Regions from separate parts of the Mus musculus genome. Here region 1 is linked to region 2. The links are chromatin contacts, called in public promoter capture Hi-C maps. All regions are on one chromosome and are shown on one strand. Each heading gives the region's core, a stretch centred on a gene start, on an enhancer-like site or on the middle of the called end of the contact. The rest is flanking DNA. Distances are from core to core; before and after follow the strand shown. Region 1 holds the start of Kctd12b (potassium channel tetramerisation domain containing 12b). Region 2 holds the start of Maged2 (melanoma antigen, family D, 2).

Region 1 (3,027 bases), core at 134-2,633, 2.9 Mb before region 2:
TCCATTCGACTGATCACAGGGTCCCCAGTGAAGGAGCTAAAGAAAGGACCAAAGGAGCTGAAGGGGTTTTTAGCCCCATAGGAGGAATAACTATATCAACCAGCCAGTACCCCCAGAGCTCTCAGGGACTAAACCACCAACCAAAGAGTACACATGGAGGGACCCATGACTCCAGGTGCATATGTAGCAGAGGATGGCCTTGTTGGTCATCAATGGGAGGAGAGGCCTGTGAAGGCTCAAGGCCCCAGTGTAGGGGAATGCCAGGACAGGGAAGTAGGAGTGGGTAGGTTGGTGAGCAGGGGCATGGGATATGGGGTTTTCAGAGGGGAAACCAGGAAAAGGAATGACATTTGAAATGTAAATAAAGAAAATATCTAATAAAAAAGAATTTAGAGAGATGTAGCCCAATTTTGAAGAAATCCATATTTAAATCCAACGATTTCAGTGATGCTTAGAGAGGGAGAAATGCATACACAACAAAATAATTTAGATAAGGGGTTCACTTTTCTAGTTGGGTTTATACCACAACTGGAGAACATTAACGTGGAATTTTTGGAGTGAGGTAGCCTAACATCTTGACTCTAGCATTTAAAAAACAGTTGAGTGTCTAATACATGGTATGTGTGTAACCCCACCCTCCCAACTCCCCACCCCATCCCTGCTCTTTGTTGACTCTGTCCTTTCTGCCTGCAATGCTAATCCTATCTTGTGGGTAATTCCTATGCATCTGGTAAAACTCCATTTAGTTAATCCCCCAGGAAGCCTTCAGATTTCCCTAGATAGCCCTGGAATGCTTCTTTTTTGTTCTTACAATACTGTGCTTTTTCTCATCCATAATAGTGAAACACAGTATGTTTAATTCTTCTCATGAAGAAGTGTCTAGTATTTCTTTATTTTCAGCTCTTAGCATACAATCTGACTTTTAGGATTTTGGGCATTAAAGTAAATATACCTAATATTAAGTTCAGAATCCAACAAATTCTTCATTGAAAAATTCATTCAGTGTGATTGTGGTTGCCCATAGCACAACCAGGTACTCCAGGCTGACACTGAAGGATGTAAATTTCAAGGCTAGCCTGAGGTATGTAAGAAGGCCCTGTTTCAGAAACAAACAAACGACAAGCCCCTTACAAATCATTCATGTACTATGACTGCAAAATATTTACTTGCTCTGCTGTAACCAAGATGAACCAAATTTCTCCTGTCCTGTCACCACTACCTTTGTTTCTCGCCCCTTCCCCCTTCCGTGCCTTTTCTCTGCTTTGCTTTGCTTTGCTTTGCTTTGCTTTGCTTTGTTTTGTTTTGTTTTGCTTTGCTTTGCTTTGCTTTGCTTCTTGTCTGGCTGCAGAATAGAGCGGGAGGCTGGCTGAGCTGGAGAGGAAGTCAAGTATGTCATAGCAGAGGAGGAGGGTCTACAAGACTGCTAGTTTTAAAGAGGAAAACTCAAATCAAGCACCAAAACACACAGCAAGGGAGAGGAAGAACAGAAAGGCATTCCTCTGTGGAGGTGAGCCCTCACAGCACTGAGGCAGACAGGCACTGAAGCTCGATTTGGCAGTACCTGGCTCGAGACTCAAGGTAACTATTTTATCACCCTCCTTGTCTTTTCTTTCCAGTCCATCGCTTCTGGAATTTCAGAGCTTCTGAATTTGAGCTGGGGATAGGCACGTCTGCTGCTTCTCTATTGAGAGATCTACTGTGAAGCCTGAGACTGGAAAGCAGTTTAGAGTTCCAAAAGCAACCGAAGCGCTTTCCGAGGGGGGGGGGGGCGATCAGAAAAATTCATATTGCTTTCTAGCATCCGTTGAATTTTTAAAGTATTTTGATTGGGTTTAATGCTTCTGGGTGCTAACCTTTTCTTTTATGAGCGAACAACAAGTCACAGATACAAGCTAGTTAGAAGCACAAGGGAATATTGCTGAGGCAAAGAATTGTTTCTTAATTCTTACTTGAAGTTGTTTTCTCCCTTTGCTTGCACTTCCAGTTTAGCTGTTAACTACTTTGATTTCTTGGATCTCCGGCTTGGAGCAGCATACAAGGTGGGGATCACTTTCCTAATTTGAATGTGTGGCTTTGTTCTTACAAACAAGTAAATATTTAAAACACATTGGTTTAAAAGAGGAGAGAGACAGAAGCCAAGAGACAGAAAAGAAAGTAAAAGATTCCAGAAGAAAATGGAGGGCGGTAGGTAGGAAAGGGGGATTAAGACATAGGGATTTCAGGCTTAATAAAATAGAAAACTGGCTGGTTACAAAGTGTCTTGTTTTCTTAGAAATGTCTTCCTGCACATTTTTTCTGTCAGTCACATATCATTTTGACGAGCTTACAGTTCAGTGTACTTTGCTACAGCTGACTTTTGTCTTTGAAAAACATGGATCTTGGTTACAAGTTGAATTATTCAGAGGCAGAAAGGGAGCGATACATTGGTTAGTTTCCTTACTGCCTTTAAAACGCTAGAAAAAATAACTCAGTTCTTCTGGGCTCGGTATACAGCTGCTTTTATTTGTCTTCTCTGCAGCCTGATTTAAGCCCTTTATTAAATGTCACCCTATTTACTTCCTCCTACAGGGACTCTTATTTCTTTGATTAACTGAGGGCACTACTAACACACCCTCATCAGCCTCCTGTTTCTTCATGAAAGAGAATAAATGAGACATTTTAGGGTTTCTTAAAAGGCTGCCCTCTGCCCGTCCCCAGACCCCCCACACACAAAGGGGGAAGAAGCATTTCCAAAACTGACTGAGGGTTAGGTTAAGAGAACTCTTTGTGTTTGTTGCTTGTCTGTTTCCCCATAAGCAAAACCAGCTTGACAGAGAACATTGGGCAGGAGAAGGGGAGAAAGAAGTTATGCAGGAAGCTTTGTACGTAGAAAAGAATTTTTACATTGCAAACACATACAAACAGATAAGCGTCTTCCTGCATGTCCTTCTTTACTTCATGCAATGATGTGTGCACAAGGGGCTGTTTTGAACTAGATATGTTCATTATTATAGAAACCACTTCCATTTTCTTTCTAACAGAAAGAAA
Region 2 (3,349 bases), core at 668-3,167:
CTGTCATGAATACCAATATGACACTGAGAACCACCAGGAAACTGGGGCACAGTGTAGACTCGAAAATACAATGGCTGAATGAGGCATACATGTTTCTCATTAAAGGAAATTCAGCAAAGTTGTCAGGAATTAAGTTCTTGTTATTTACTGCACTACTACCCTAAAGTATACAAGTGCCAATTTCTAGATTGATACCCTCTACTCGGACCTTTTTCTTGATTCTCAGACAGGCTTATCCAACTGCCAATTTGACATTTCTACCTGGATGTACCACCAGTGCCATAAAATCAATGTTCTTTTCCTTTTTAACTCCATTATTCCATGACTCACTGAAAGGGTCACTATCTGCACTATCTGTTAAAGAAAGATGCCAATATTTGACTATGTTCCTCCTTCCAATCCACCCCTCCACAATCCAATTACTCATCAAGTCCTAGCAGTCCACCCCGCCCCCACCAATCTCCTCACTATCTCCCCTGCTAACACTCTAGGCCAAACCACAAGCACTGCTTGTTTGGATGACTACCAAGGTCATAGCTATGCTCTCTAGTTCCAAGAAGACACTTAATCCCCATACAACACCTAAGATCTTCTAAAACACACACCTACAACATCTATGTGGTGACCAGCTGTAGGGTGCTTTCATAGACCCTCAGGACCCTCAGGTTTGAGAACTTTATTTTCTTGGTATTGGAAGTTTTCCATAAGTTGGATAGGATAGGAATTTGGGGCACCAGAATTGGAAGAAAATGAGAGACTATTCATTTGTGCTCAGCAGAGAGAGCCTAGGAGATAAGAAAGTAGAAGGGTGACATTACAAACTTGGGGGAAGTAACAGTTTATAGGAAATGAAACGAATATATAAACCCGCCTTGATGATGTGTGAAAATGTATGTGAATCAAATTGTCCATAAAGCCATAAGGATTGGCTATCTTTCATTTGTCCAGTATGGGCAAAGGTGACCTCAAGAAGCAGACTTCTGACTATTTGTGTATAAGAAAGATCTTGAATTTTATTTCTATAACTACCGTGAATTATAGTTTATAATAAGCTTTTTCTGGGTCTGCATTCACCTGCTCTATTGCTAATGATATTTTGTCTACTTCTCTTTGTCTTTACATTTTATCTTGTTCTCATGAAGACACCCAGTTGTTTATGTGAATTTATCAGGCAACAGAAGTGCCATTTCAAACTAGTGAAAAACGTTATTGAGGGTGAATCTGTCAATGCCATAATAAAAGTCATTACTTTGTACAGTTAACTTACGCTGAAAATGGTAGTTTTTTCAAATGAATTGAATCAGCAAAACATAATAAAACAACAAAACAGTCCAATATAGACACCAGGATGGTCCTTGTAGCATTGTTTGTAATAGTTCGAAAAGGGGGAAACAACCCAGAAAGTACACGAAGCTGAACTAAGTAAATAAATTATAGGACAGTTATACAAGAAAACATTATACATTTCTAAAAAAACATATGCTAAGGGAAAGAGGTTTGAATATATAACTTGAAAAAAAGCAGTTACAGAACAGTAGGTAACTAGTATAGCCGGTGTAGGGAGAAAGTGCACATAATCAGACTACAAATTAAAAAATTAATGGAGGAATGTCTATCAAAGTACTCAATGTCATGAGTATTTCTGAGGAAGGAGATTAAAGATAGCTTTTAATTTTCTGTTACATATTTCTGCATTTCTCTGGTTTTCACATGACAACACACTACTTTTGTAGTAAGAAAAATAACGATATAAAATAAATAATTTCAATGAATGAATCGTTTTCGTGGGGGCAGTTTGGGTTGGAAGGGCTTCAGACCGAACCTGGTACAGAGGCATAAACATGGGCTTTGGCGTCAGACAGCATTGAGCAGGGCCCCATTGCCCCACCCCCGAGGAAGGGGGCGGGGGGTAGGGGGCTGCGGAAAGGGGCTGGGCTGGGCTGGGCTGTCTGCAGCTCTAGTCCAGGAGGCTGAGACTTCGAGAGGGACTGAGAGGAGCAGGCACACGCATCCCAGACTCACTGGAGGACAAGGTGAGGGAACAACATTGGGCTTTCCTGGTGAGCAGACAGTGGTTCTAACTACCTGAAACCTATAGCTGGGCAGGTGGGCAATTCTTATTTGACCACTATAGCTGGAGCAGAAGTGCTGCATTTGATGCGGTGTGAGAATGAGAACGACCAAGAAAGTAGTAAGCTGTATATGAACTGGACAGCAGAGACTGGCAGAGGTGGAGGGGAGAAAAAGGGGAACTGTGCATGCTTGGAGGAGAAGGAAGAATATGGGGAAATAAGAAGGGGAAGGCGAGATCCAGGGACAAGAATAGGGGATGCAGAGAAGGGTTAAGGGACACTGGGGAGGGGGGTTGCATAGGTAACACAGAGAAGGATGTAAGGAATGGGAAGAGATTTCTGTAGAGTAAATAGGAAATGCGATGGGAAATAGGGAGTCCGGAGTTAGGCAAGGGAATAGGGAGGGGGGGAATAAGGAGTGTTGAGGGGGGAGGGGCAGACGGGCTGGGACGGAGGCCCCCTAGGGAGGCGGAAAGGGGCGGGACCACTTCCGGCCTTTAGTGGGGAGGGCAGTATCTGAGTTTCGGAGGGGCTTGGAGAGAGTGGACACACTCGGGAATTGTAGGAGGACGAGGTAAGTCATGGGCCCCAGCTTTGGATGAGAGCCTGCTAGGGGTCGGCCCCACCCTCTGGGATCTGGAGAAAACCTGCCTTAAGAGCCAAATCTTACCGAATCCATCCAGCTAGGAAGGGAGGGGACTGGACCCCGTTTGGCTGGGCCTAAGATGGAATCACTAGTTCAATCCTGAGTTGAGGAGGGGGTGTTACAGGGAAGGAGCCAAACCAATTTGGGTTTTACCGTTTGGAGGGGGGCGTGTTAGGATAAAGGGCGGGACCTGGAGGCTCTGTGAAATTGATAGGGTGGTTGTGAGTAGGGGAGGGGCTAGGACCACCAGACACTGCGACAATTTGGATGGAAGGTTTGTTGGGGAGGGGGCGGGGCTGAACAGCATTGCGGACCTGGAGAGGGGCGTGTATAGGAGTTGGGTGCTGGACTGAGACCGTGGACATTGCGCATGCGCTTTATGTATAGCTAGAAAGGGGCGTGTTGAGAAGGGCTCGCAGAGACTGGGCCAGCTGCTGAATGCGCATGTGCACGGTGGACTTCAAAGAACGGGTTTGTACTGGGAAAGCAGGCGGGGTTGAAAGGGCGCTGCAGAAGACGCGCATGCGCACTCTAAGCCTGCGGCTGGGGGGGGGTGCGCTGGGAAAAGGGGGCGGGGTCCTCAGAGCTGCCGCGCTGGCACATCTTCCTGGAGGAGGGGAGGGTGCGGCTG

Evidence for each region. Promoter capture Hi-C pulls out the DNA fragments that hold promoters and counts their contacts.
Region 1: a promoter capture Hi-C map of liver shows a contact between it and region 2, with 6 times the contacts expected there. The contact joins the promoter of Kctd12b here to the promoter of Maged2 in region 2. A contact is called at or near these places in 2 of 39 promoter capture datasets (cranial neural crest and liver).

What each region holds. Positions count from the first base shown.
Region 1 is chrX:153,694,636-153,697,662 of GRCm38.p6, reverse strand. It overlaps Kctd12b (potassium channel tetramerisation domain containing 12b), which reads left to right and starts at 1,383. Exons shown (of 3, transcript NM_175429.4): 1 at 1,383-1,578; 2 at 1,985-2,039.
Region 2 is chrX:150,812,913-150,816,261 of GRCm38.p6, reverse strand. It overlaps Maged2 (melanoma antigen, family D, 2), which reads left to right and starts at 1,917. Exons shown (of 13, transcript NM_030700.3): 1 at 1,917-2,033.